Linked DNA regions of Zea mays: all the other regions are linked to region 3. Evidence: chromatin contacts called from public Hi-C data. All regions are on one chromosome and are shown on one strand. Each heading gives the region's core, a stretch centred on a gene start, on an enhancer-like site or on the middle of the called end of the contact. The rest is flanking DNA. Distances are from core to core; before and after follow the strand shown.

Region 1 (3,850 bases), core at 22-2,521, 150 kb before region 3:
TTCGGCTGAAGCTGTTTGTATAAGATGGCCGAAGGTTCCTCTTCGTGAAGCTTCGGTATTACAAACCGACTTAAAGATAGAATGACCTTTTAGTCCATAAAGGTCTGAGTCAATGTTGTAAGCTTTTATAAGGGGCATACTTGTAATTCCTCACAGGCTGCGTCCTGTGCCTATAAATAGTGAACAGTATTCCTTTACTGTTCACGCATTCTGGTAATTGCAATCGCATCTCTCAGAATCCAACCTTTGCCAAGGCATAGGTATTATTGTATTTAATGATTCAATATATTAAGTAGATATAATATAATTCGTCTATGATTTATTCACCCATCTTATACCTTTTATTTTATGTTGTCTTACAATATCTATTGAAATTTTATTACGAAGGTTTAACTTCGTAATTATACTCTCATCAGCCTTCGTCCAAGGCCCATTATCCTCAAGGGAATAATGTTTCATGGACGAAGGACGTTAACATTTAACACTTTATGTTGCCTTGTTCTTAATTCATAGCATTTGAGAACAAGTCCCCAACAGAACTCTACAACAAATACATTATGAACGTGTTTGGTATAACTCTGCTCCATTACAGAGTAGCTCTACTTCAAATTTTAGGTTGTGTAACCAGTGACAATGACAAATAAATAACTCTAAACTCCATGTTTAGATTGCTATATTAGAGACTACGTAGCAGCAACAAATAAATTGTACTGTAGTTCTAAAAACTCTATGGAGTTTACAACTCTGAAGTTACTGTGTTTGGCAGGCTCTAGTTAGCTCTACCTTAGAGTTTTGTACTAGAGTCATGCCAAACACGCTCTATATATCCATTTTGCTATAGATATTGGAGCACAAAACTCAATCCTTGAAATTAGACTATAACTAAAAACTCACTCTCCTACAGAGTGTCACCCCTATGAATTACATGGAATTAGACTTCTAAACTCTAATTCGATAATATTTAAAATAATAAAAAAATAAAAAATATTTTGCTTCAATACGACTGATTTGATATTAAACTTAATTCAATTCTATGTCCTATACGGCCATTCAAACCGATAAATAGGTATCATCTTTTTCCTCCGTCAAAAAGAGAAAATACAACCATTCGTATCACTAGTTCAAATTTAATTAAATTTATAGTAAATAATATATTTTGCACAATAATTTTTAATATAATTTCAAATATTTTCATTTCCTGAAAATAAGAATTGTATATATCTTTGTGGAGGGACGAAGTACCAGGCTACCACGCGTCCACGCCTCACCATCGCAGAAGCGCAGTAGGAAGCCGGACAAAGCTACGCAAGGAGGGAGAAAGCGTGTAAACCATGGCGTCCTCCGCGTTCCTCAACGCTCTCGTCCTCCGATCGCCATCACCGTCGCTCTCGTCCTCGTCTAACCGCCGCAGCACCGGCGCCTTCGCGTTCCCGAACCCACCGCGCTTCCCATGCCTGCGTTCTGCGCGTCGACTCGTCCTTGCGAGGGCGGCGGCAGCGCCGGCGCCGGGCGATGGCCCCGAGGACGAGTGGGGGCCGGAGCCCGAGGGCGGTTCCGCTGTCACGGGGGCCGCGGTGGCGGAGGCGCCGGAGGCGAGAGAGGTCGCGGAGCTCAAGGCGCAGCTAAAGGACGCGCTGTACGGCACGGAGCGGGGCCTGCGGGCGTCCAGCGAGTCACGAGCCAAAGTGCTGGAGCTCATCACGCAGCTCGAGACGCGCAACCCCACGCCGGCTCCTACGGAGGCGCTTACGCTCCTTAACGGGAAGTGGATCCTCGCGTAAGAAACCGCCTTTTGATCCCGGTCTCTTTCTTAGTTTCTTCCCCCTTCGACAGCTGGAGTGGTACTGTTGTCTCTCGTGGTCGGTGAAATTCATATGGTGTGTCCTGAACTTATAGGGCAAGAGGGCACTAATTTTACTGGAAATTTCACCACTTCTGAGTTTGGTACAGTGATTCTTAGAGAAGTTGCACAAATTTAAACTGGTGAGATTGATCTCATGCCTTTAAATGCTTATTACAAGTGGGCACTGAAATCTGCTACTCTGCGGACTGCTCGATGGATGCTGAAAACTGCATAGTTTGGATTTTACCTCTCAGATTGGTATTGGCTGATGAAAAACTGTTAAGAATTTTCTATGAATTGATTTTCCCCTTTTTCCCGAATAATTTCAGCATGACATGGGCTACTGAGAAATTGTTCCAGTATGATAGAACGCTTTAGGTTGAGAAATCGCTTGATCCTACTCTGGTTAAATTGAGAGTGCTGGATTCCTTTCAAGGTTCACAATAGAACCAAAGATGCTACAAAATTGTGAGGCAACCATAAATTTCACTTATGTGGTTAATTAAGCTTACTTACCTGGTCAATATTTTGAGCTTACATAGCACACATCCACACATACTCCTCCGTTCCAAAATATTTGTCATTCTCTACGAGTCAACCATTTTTATCTTTGACCAAATATATACAACAAAATATTAATATTTATAGTACATAATTACTATTATGAGATAGATCTTTGTATCTGTTTTCCTAATAAACTTATTTGGAGATACATATGTTGCTAATAGTTTCTACAAGTCCAGTCAAACTTGAGAAACTTTGATCGACACGAATACCACAGCGACAACTCTGTTGTTGCTATGACACGTTGATGACTTGGTGTCATCCTTGGCGTGTGTTTATTCTATGGTGGTCAAGCGTGTGTTGATCTTGATAAGGTATTCCTTTATCTCAGTGAAGCGCTTGTGAGGTTATTGATGAACGCGAAGCAGCTGCTGCAGCACCATGGTGGTGTTGGTGTTGCCTATGGATCCGATCAGGTCTCCGGATACCAAGTGTCATGGTCCTGCTTGGGGGGGTGGCCGGTTGGGGCTAGAGTGGTTGGTGGTTAGGGCTAGCGGCGGCACACAAGAGAGAAGGGGGCACTTGTATTTATAGTCCATAGAGGACTTGTATTCCAAGCAAACTAAAGGAAGAGTCCTTAGGCTATCCGCAACCGTTACCCCTAAATTTTTCCCCCTATATCACTTCCCCCCTATTTTTCCCCCTATTTTTTCATCCCCGCAGCGGTCCCCCCTAAATACTCCCCTATATCCCACTACAATTATAAAATATCATTTTCTATATCAACTATCAATTTTTTATCTACTAACAATTACTCGTGGACCCACAACACAGTGTTTAGGGTGATGAACAGTGACACGCGAGATCTGGGGGGAGAGAGAAGGGGGCCGGCGTGTAGAGGGCGCTGTAGGGGGCACCGCTGCGGCCGTAGAGTGCCCCCTACAGGCCGCATGCAAGGGGAGGGGGCTGCGTAGGGGCTGCCGTTGCAGTTAGTCTTAGGCTATCCGCAACCGTTACCCCTAAATTTTTTCCCCTATATCACTTTTTCCCCCTATTTTCCCCCCTATTTTTTCATCGCCCGCAGCGGTTCCCCCTAAATACTCCCCTATACCCCACTACAACTATAAAATATCATTTCTATATCAACTATCAATTTTTTATCTACTAATAATTACTCGTGGACCCACAGCACAGTGTTTAGGGTGATGAACAGTGATACGCTAGATCTAGAGGGAGAGAGAAGGGTACCGACACGTAGGGGGTGCTGTAGGGGGCACCGCTGCGGCCGTAGGGTGCCCCCTACAGCCGGCATGCAAGGGGAGGGGGATTGCCAGGGGGCAGCGTTGCGCACAGCCTTAGGCTATCCGCAGCGGTTCCCTCTAAATTTTTCCCCCTATATCACTTTTCTGGGTCACATCATCAATAGTGTATCCCCTACTTTTTCATCTCCCGCAGTGGTTTCCCCTAAATACTCCCCCTATATCCCACTACAATATAAAATAT
Region 2 (3,811 bases), core at 895-3,394, 190 kb before region 3:
ATTTCGATGATCGAAAAGAGTTTTTTTCTTTAAAAATATAATCCAAAAAGATCATAGAAGAACGAAAAAAGGGTAAATGGCTCGATGACCAGTTGACCACGAAGGGCATTTTAGTGGGATTACAAATGCATAATATTTGAATGAGATATTAGTATATTTTAATTCACCTTTTCTGTACGTCAGATGCCTGAGTTTTGGTTTTGCAACACCTTAGCCATTGATCTTGATTGAGTCCCACCCCCCACCACCAAGCTGAATATTAGGTTATTTTACTTCGAATCTAGATTCGTTAGATTTTAAATCTATCTGACGATAACCATTTAGTAAATAATATGTGAAGTAATTTCTGAGGGTTTACAGAGTGGATAGCAAGTTGGGTCGAATGAGAAGCACTTTTTTTCTCCTACTCTCCAGTATAAAACGGACACTAGATTCACTCCGCTTCGCTCCAAAGCGAGAAGCTCTGCCAAACGCGCCGCCCCGCCTTCTCTGCTTGGTATTGCACCAGTTAATTTTGTATTTGTCTTGATTGCATGTCCAAATGTGTTGGTCCGAGGGAGGGAGGGAGAGGCGAAACAGTTTTCGGGTATGTTTAGCAATTAGCAGGCACGTAAGAAATAGACTCCCGTAACCGTGTTAATACAAACAAGCAGATGTAGCCGTTAAATCTTAATCCAACGGTCAAGACCGTTGCATGCAAAAATTTACTGTTTCAGGCATTTGAAATATAACAGTCGTTCCTATCTTCATTTATTCACTTACTAGTTACTTGTTATATGTTTGCAAATGTTTAAACAAGATCATTCTACGCAATCGACACATTGGTCAATTTTACGTTGATATCTGCTAGGTGCCTGGGTATGACAATATTTAAGGCTGTCTCTAGCAGTATAGCTGCTTTTAAACTTTATCTTGTAAACAATATGGTCTATAGTGCAACACGACCAGATGCACGATGGAGACAACCTGAGTATAAGATATATACGCGCAATGGAATCTTAATCTTAGCATAGCTTGAAGTTGGCCTGATGTGAATCCTATATTTTGTTGACTCTTCTTAATTAAAACTATTCGCTGAAAATTCTCTGGGCAAGGGTGTTGGCCGAAAGCATGACTCTACTTAAGCGATATATATGTGCTAGCTAGTCGCCTTGTCTTCACAGCTAAGTAGGCGATCGAGTATAGCATATATGCTTTTGTTGTTTCGCTTTATCTCCTAGTTAAGAATATGTCCTGCTGTTCTTCTTTTATTTGTTCTCTCCCCCCTCTCAAGGTGATCTCACGCATATCTCAAAGCACGTCCCCGCCGCATCTTTTAGGCATGTAGCACGTACTAGGACCCTTTTAGTCAGCGGCGTTGCGCCGATTCAAATAATGTGCAAGAACAGGTCACTTGACTGACCTATAGATTAACGCAAGTAGGAAGTAGTGGCTCTTTAAGTAAACACTTTTTTTCAAACAAAGGATCAGACATACTAAGGAGAAGCATCCAGTTTTTAAGAAATTGGTTTATAGAAACTGAGGTGGTTCCAAACATATTCTAGTTTATAGAAAATAAGATCCTTAGTTTTTTTTTTAAAAAAACAAGAAGCTATCCTTTCCTAACTAATAAAACTGGTTTTTTGTTGTTTTTAAACAGGGCCTAAATATGAAGGAGAAACTGACTTTGACTGCTAAGTAGTTAACATATTTTTTTCCCCCAGTCCTAGTGCCGTGAAACCCCCAAATGACCTGAGCGAGATATAATACTACATAAATATCCTGAGGAACTGCACGCTGGTGAAGGGATAAAGATTACAAGAATGGTAATGCTGTCTTCAACGGGCATGGGAGGCTGTCCCAGCAGAGATCGAGCGCACGCACGCACCTGAGACGCCAATGTCGTAGCCGAAGATGAGACCGCAGGAGGCGGCCATGAGGCAGGTGACCACGACGGAGACCGTGACGCCTCCCCCGTAGTCGTCGCGCGCGTGGCCGCCCTCCGCCGCGGCGAACCCGCCTCCGGTCATCGGAGCGCAGCGCAGGGCAAGGCAGGGCAGGCAGGTTCTACTACTTGTACCCGAGGGGCCGGCCGGGCTCTTTCCTCTTCGGTTGGGCCGGCGAGAGCAGAGCTGAGAGGCAACCAGGTGCGTTTTGCACCCCGTCCGTCGCCTGTGGGACAGTGGGAGTGTGCCGTGGAGACTTTATTATGGCTGAAGGCCTGAAGCGGTGGTGTCGTGGTGATATGGATATGGATTCTATATAATGCTTTCTACGTATGGACGTCGTGGAGTGCAGCAGTAAATAAGTGGGGTGTGCAGCACAGCATAGGCCATAAAGCCACAAGTATATGTGAAGGTGAGGAGGGTATTTCGTAAGGTGTCCGGTTGGTAGCCGATGCATGCATTATTTTGTCGCAGCTCTTCAATTTCAACTGCCGGAGTTCTAGAAGAGCTTCTGGCGAGTGGCGATGGATTGGCTTTCCGCCGCGCGCTGCCACACAAATTAAAGTTTTGGCCGAAACACCTTTCTATGTTTCATGCACATGACTCTTCTTATATATACCAGGGCCGGCCCTGAAACCATGCGACGTACGGAGACGACGATTGGAGGCTCAATATCTATTATCTATCGACATCATTATATAATTTATCAGTTTAAATTTTACAAACTCATCAAACCAAATAACCCACACACCCATAATCTTCATTACATCCATCAAATAAATTGCACTCGTACTTAACACATCATGAAAACTAACGGTTCAGTACTTAAATCTAATGGACAATATTAGTTAGATCATCCATCATCCTTCATCCCTCCCCTCCCTGCGTCCCCACCGCCGTCAACCCCTCCCCTCGCGCCGCCACCATTGTCGTCCACCCCCTCTGCTCCCATTCCTAGGAACGTAGCGTTAGCACGAGCTATATATTAGTAGTAAAATAGTAGGGGTAGCCAACAAGCCGGTAGGGCTGGCCACAAGGACACCCGACGCATAAGGGCCGCGCAACACGTGCTGCCCACTGCCCAGCCGTCATGCACACACCGCCACACGAGTGCGTGTCTGTGTGACCACACTCTCCAAATGTTCATCGTTCGCCCTCTCGCCGATCCAGCTATCTAGGATTTCAAGATGATGGGCACCACTGCGCCAGCCGCCAGGTACGCATGGTCGAGCGATCAGGATTCTCAACCCGCAAAATGCTAATCTGTACCGTTGTATATTATCTAGTGTCATACATATTTTAAAAATTAATATTTTAAAAATTAATTTTAATGCACATCATCGTTTATCTACAAAATTCTAATCTGCAGCGTTGTATATCATAGAACTTTTATATAGTCTAGAGGGCTCACCTCGATGAGTTCGCCTGGTTGCCCTCAAAATTATAGGACCGAGGCTGATATATACTAGTCACTTGCGCGCACCAACGCACACATATAAGGATTGTAAGCATTATGTGAATACCCCTTTTCAGATAAAATGAGCTGAATAAAATAGGTTATAAACATGGAAATTTTCTCAACTAACTACCCGACATGTGGTACGTGGATTGGCATGTGAGGCACAAGAATCTATCTAATATAAGGTCGTAACAGTTGAGGATTGTTGATGTTAGATAGTTTATTAACATCAGATAAGTATACCTATGCTTAGCAAACGTTGTTATTCAAGTGTCCGCTTTAGATTCTGGTATGGTATTCTTGGGCAGAGTGACGCTACAGATGTTTCTACGACTAAAAGTAGGCCCTGATGGTGATTGTTGGGTTATATCCGAGATTTTGTTAGAAGATGTGTGATCCTCGCTGGCCATAGCTTGTATTTAAAAAA
Region 3 (4,415 bases), core at 602-3,101:
GAACCTGAGGTGCGCCAGGAGGGGCCTCTCATGGCTGCTCGGGTGATTGAAGCTCAGGTACCGGGAGTACTCCCGCAGGCCGATGGAACGGAGGAACAGGGTGCAGCTCTCCTCGGCAGCGTGGTTGCCCTCGTTGCTCCACACGAGCTGCTTCATGCGAACTAGGTGGAAGACCTTGCGCACGCTAAGCTCGCCGAAGTGCAGGTGAGGCGACAGCAGGGACGTGCTCGCGCTATCGGCCTTCTTGCGGTTCACTGAGTAGTCGGCCAGTGGGCCGTTGAGGAAGGCCGTCAGCGCCTTGTCTGCGTTCTGCCACCCTGGCGTCCACGCTCGGGCCAGAAGAGCGTTGCTTCCCCTCTCTGACTCGTCCTCAAAGATCAGATCCTCCGATGGGCACATCGATAAGTCACCTGTTCATAATTCCAGCCAGCCAATCAACTAAAGAGCTAATTCAACATCATCTTGTAGCAGAAGCACAATGTGTCGTCAGTAAGCTATCTGTACAAGTAGAAGCTAGAAAAATTTAAACTCATAGTCCTTCAAGCACCTGAATTGATCCTCTTCGGGGGCAGAAGCGGTGCAGGGGGGTCATACGGCATGCTGAGGCACCTGTTCCAGAACGGGTCGAACATGGTGAATGGCTGCCCTTCATCATCGACAACTTCCCATGGCTCGTACAGCAGATCCGAATTGAAAGATTGCACAACGATGCCCTCAGCCGCCAGCATCTCCTTCAACCGGCGGTCCCTGACCAGTGAGATCGGGTCTGAAAAGATGGTGACACAGTAAGATGAGATGGACTCAAAGGCCTAAAGCATCTTCTCTTAGTACCAGGCCAAGCAATTAGTGGAGTGAAAACTAAAGCACTACAGAACTACTATATGTGGAACTTGGCATACCTCAATGGGATGGACTAGGGAAGCAAAGAACTTTTGTGAGTTAAGGAGACGGCGAAATGCTGGGATTTTACTCAGTTGGCAAGTGGAGGTTTATCAAGACTCAAGGCTTGAGACCAGGGCTCTTGCTCAACTGGGAAGCAGTTGACATGTGGAGTTACGAGTTCTAATATATCAAGCACAACCTCAATAATATAAAGATCTGCTCGACATGGAACAATTCAGATGAATAGTGAAACAAAAAAGAAAGAAACTGCAATTGATTTGTTTTATCTAGTGAAGCCAAGTTCGATAATTGTGTACCAAGGAGGGGAATCCTGGATACAATCGCTGAGTGATAACAATATAAAAAGAAATCAATAACAATATGAGAGGAAGAATATTTCCTACTGGGTGGAAGCATGGAACAAACCGTATAGATGATTGAAGTAGACGTGCGTGGCGCCGGTGTCGCGGACCAGCTGGAGCAGCGCGACGGCGGCGTCGGCCGACCTCCGCGTGACAAGCTTTCCCGCCCCAAGGCGGCGGAGCGAGGCGTCCAGGTGGTTCAGGCTCTGGCTGATCCACCACCGGGATACGCGGCCGGGGTAGTAAGGGCCCTCCTCCTCTGGCGACCAGACGTACGCCGGCACCACCTCCCCACCGGCACGCGCCGCCGCCGCGAGCGCCGGGTTGTCCTCCACCCTGAGGTCCCTCCGGAACCACACCACGATCCTCATCGCCGGGTCCCCGCCGCACAGGGACGTCAGGAAGCCATGGAGCCAGGAATAATGAGTGGTGCGCTGAGACCCACTGCTTTCTTCCTCTTCTCCCCCGAGATTCCCAAGAACAGTGGAGGAGTGGGCGCACGAGTCGTAGAGTAGTAATTTCCCCCCTACTCTTCTCTTCTCTGATGTTTGCAGTTGGTGCTTCTGGTTTCTGCTGGGACAGTTCTCGTCCAGTGGAGAAAGAGGCTGTGGATATCAGGATTGCTTGGCTAGGTTTGATCTAACTTTTCTCCTTGTCCATTTGCCTCCCTGGCCCTCACCGTTTCCCTCTATATAATATTCCCTACTCTGTATTACAATAGCATTATTATTCCGACAGAGAAAATTAAAGGGGGAGAAATCAAAATGGTTTGTTAATAGTGGAATTCTCTACTTATCGGCTTTCCCGTGAAATACTAGGCTTTGCTTTCATTGAGATAAGATAACTTCACTTTAAGAACAAAACAGGGCTACAAAAACCAAAAAAAAAAGCAAGGATTAAATTTCTCAAAGCAAAAGGCATCCCGTAAAGTTTGGAGCGGCACGTTTGATTATTTTTAGCAAAAAAATGCTGTGAGTGCCTTTTTCTGCCCACTGTGATCAAAGTAACACAGCTATCTCTCTCTCTCTCTCTCCTCTCTCTCTCTCTCCTCTCCAAACAAGTATCCTAGCCTTTGCCATTTTCCTTTGGTGCGAATGTTCGACGTCTTCTCTAATAATGCTGGCAAAAAAGAGTCCGTCTTATCTAATGCAAAAAGGCAAGCTTTATCCAGAAAAAAAATGTCTTCTTGGTTGGTTCAAACCCTTTTTATTGTACCGTTGTAGGGACCACACATCGCCTAACAATGGATTAATAATCGAGCTTTCACGTTCTAGTTTATCAATGGAGCAACTCCAACTCTCCAAGAGTCTCTTCACATCAATAATAATCTAAAAGATTCTCTCCATATTAACCTTTTTATTGCCATCCAACTGTTTCTTTTTAGTTAGAATCTCTAATTATTGTCACACTATATTTTGGAGATATATAGAGCCGCGCGTGTTCGTATCTCAGTGAGCAATTCTGCTCCTACGTTACGTTAGATATAAATCAAAGTACATGATTAATGATAAAACGCAACATATATAGTCCTACCGGATAAGCTCTATATGCAAAGCAGTTCCTGGATGGGCGGCGCATGGACGTGAGGCGCGTCGGGGGCCCCCCTTTTCTTTCCTTTCCTTTCCTGACAGCGCTGTGCACTTGTGCATGCTTGACCTGTAGTACTGATCTAAAAAAGGCTTGGGAAACTTGGATGATGGAGCCCGGCTACGCATGGCTGGCCTGGCCTAATGCCTGCCTTTGCATCCAGATCCTCGTGACGACGAATATATATATTCGCTGTGGTCGATCGTCTGTAGATGATGATAAGAGAACCTATCTTAACGCATGATCGTTCATGGGTGGCACGCACGTCCAACGGACGCGACGCTGTCCTGTCACCTCGTCCTCGTCCTCGTCCTAGTGCCCGGAAAAGCACGAGAGCTAGCGCTGCTGCTCCGAAACAGGGAGGGCTCCTCCTCAAACTCGTTTCAGTTGCAGACCGCGAACCCCAACGTTGTGCAGTGTTCCGTGTGCGTCGGAGGAGCGGCCGGGGATTAGAGATGGAATGGGTCGATGGGGGCCCGGCCGCGGATGATGCCCATTCCATTCCATTCCATTCCATTCGGGCGGTCGCTGTTGCCGCCCTTGCGCCTTTTGCGTGGGTGGGCGCATAAAGTCGCTCGCGACGACGGCGGCGATGCCATCGCCATCTGCCGCGCGCGATTTCATTCCACGATGGGGGAGATAGATGATGGTGCGGCCTGCTCCGTCCGTGTAAGCATGTTTAGGATACTTCCACACCTCAGAACAAAAAAAAAATCTAGATTTATTACGTAGTAGCTTCATCAGCTATCCATCTTATCTTTGAAATAGACCTAATGCGGCTGCGTCTGTTCTTCTTTCTCCCGGCTACGTGTGGCCACGGCCACGGCTGAGATGGGAGAGCACGCGCGCGGGCGCGGGCGGCCATGCCGCGCGGCTAGGGCCTGATGGTATATGGTCGGGCGCGGCTAGGGTCTTGGTGGAGCGCGCACATCCGGCCACGGCGGCCTGCGGTTTCGTGCGGGCTAGAGGCGGCGCGGCCGGAGGTGGGACGGCACGATCGAGTTAGGCCGGCGCCAGCGGCCGGAGGCGCCACGGGCAGGCACAGCGAGGCTGAAGCCTGATGCTGTTCCTGCGGGCGGCGGTGAAAGCGAGTAACAGCGAGGAAGAAATTGTGGAAATTTGATGCAATCAGTGAAGGGTGCTTCCGGGTTGGCTTCGAATTTGATGCAATCAGTGTTGTCCAAAGATGTCGGTTGCGCAACTAGCACTCGAGGTTAGTGTGGGAATTGGGCCGGGACAGGCCGGCCCGGTCCGTCATTGTGTTTCGTGTCAAATTGTAACACCAAGAAAATGTGTACGATGAGGGTATAGTAAATCTCATTATGTTGTGTGCCATATATTCATCGTAACAAGAACATACCTATAATTAAGGGTGATTAGTTAAAATAAAAGATACTAAAATAGAATATGCATCATGCTGAGGTTTTGCTTTGTGAAGCATTTTGTGACAATATAAAAAAATAATGTAAAAAGAAAAATGTTGGTACCCAAATTGGAATTGGAATTCTAAAGGAAATTCTATAATTTGAGAAAGAGAAGGAAAAACCACACAAAAACAAAGGATATGGATGTATAAGTAAATAT

The links. Hi-C and Micro-C count contacts between places; a contact is called where the count stands out from the background.
Region 1: a Hi-C map of leaf shows a contact between it and region 3, with 8 times the contacts expected there. The contact joins the promoter of LOC100284078 here to the promoter of LOC100194126 in region 3. A contact is called at or near these places in 9 of 25 Hi-C or Micro-C datasets (bundle sheath, ear, endosperm and 4 more).
Region 2: a Hi-C map of tassel shows a contact between it and region 3, with 2.2 times the contacts expected there. The contact joins the promoter of LOC100383620 here to the promoter of LOC100194126 in region 3. A contact is called at or near these places in 2 of 25 Hi-C or Micro-C datasets (ear and tassel).

Annotation. Positions count from the first base shown.
Region 1 is chr2:45,238,808-45,242,657 of Zm-B73-REFERENCE-NAM-5.0, forward strand. LOC100284078 reads left to right here and starts at 1,272. Exons shown (of 3, transcript NM_001156976.2): 1 at 1,272-1,777. The coding sequence starts at 1,332.
Region 2 is chr2:45,199,104-45,202,914 of Zm-B73-REFERENCE-NAM-5.0, forward strand. It overlaps LOC100383620 (Sugar transport protein 5), which reads right to left and starts at 2,145. Exons shown (of 2, transcript NM_001176268.1): 1 at 1,868-2,145. The coding sequence starts at 2,009.
Region 3 is chr2:45,387,089-45,391,503 of Zm-B73-REFERENCE-NAM-5.0, forward strand. It overlaps LOC100194126 (cryptochrome2), which reads right to left and starts at 1,852. Exons shown (of 5, transcript NM_001359400.1): 1 at 1,309-1,852; 2 at 548-766; 3 at 1-410. The coding sequence starts at 1,615. LOC103648599 reads left to right here and starts at 3,300. Exons shown (of 3, transcript XM_035965058.1): 1 at 3,300-3,480. The coding sequence starts at 3,300.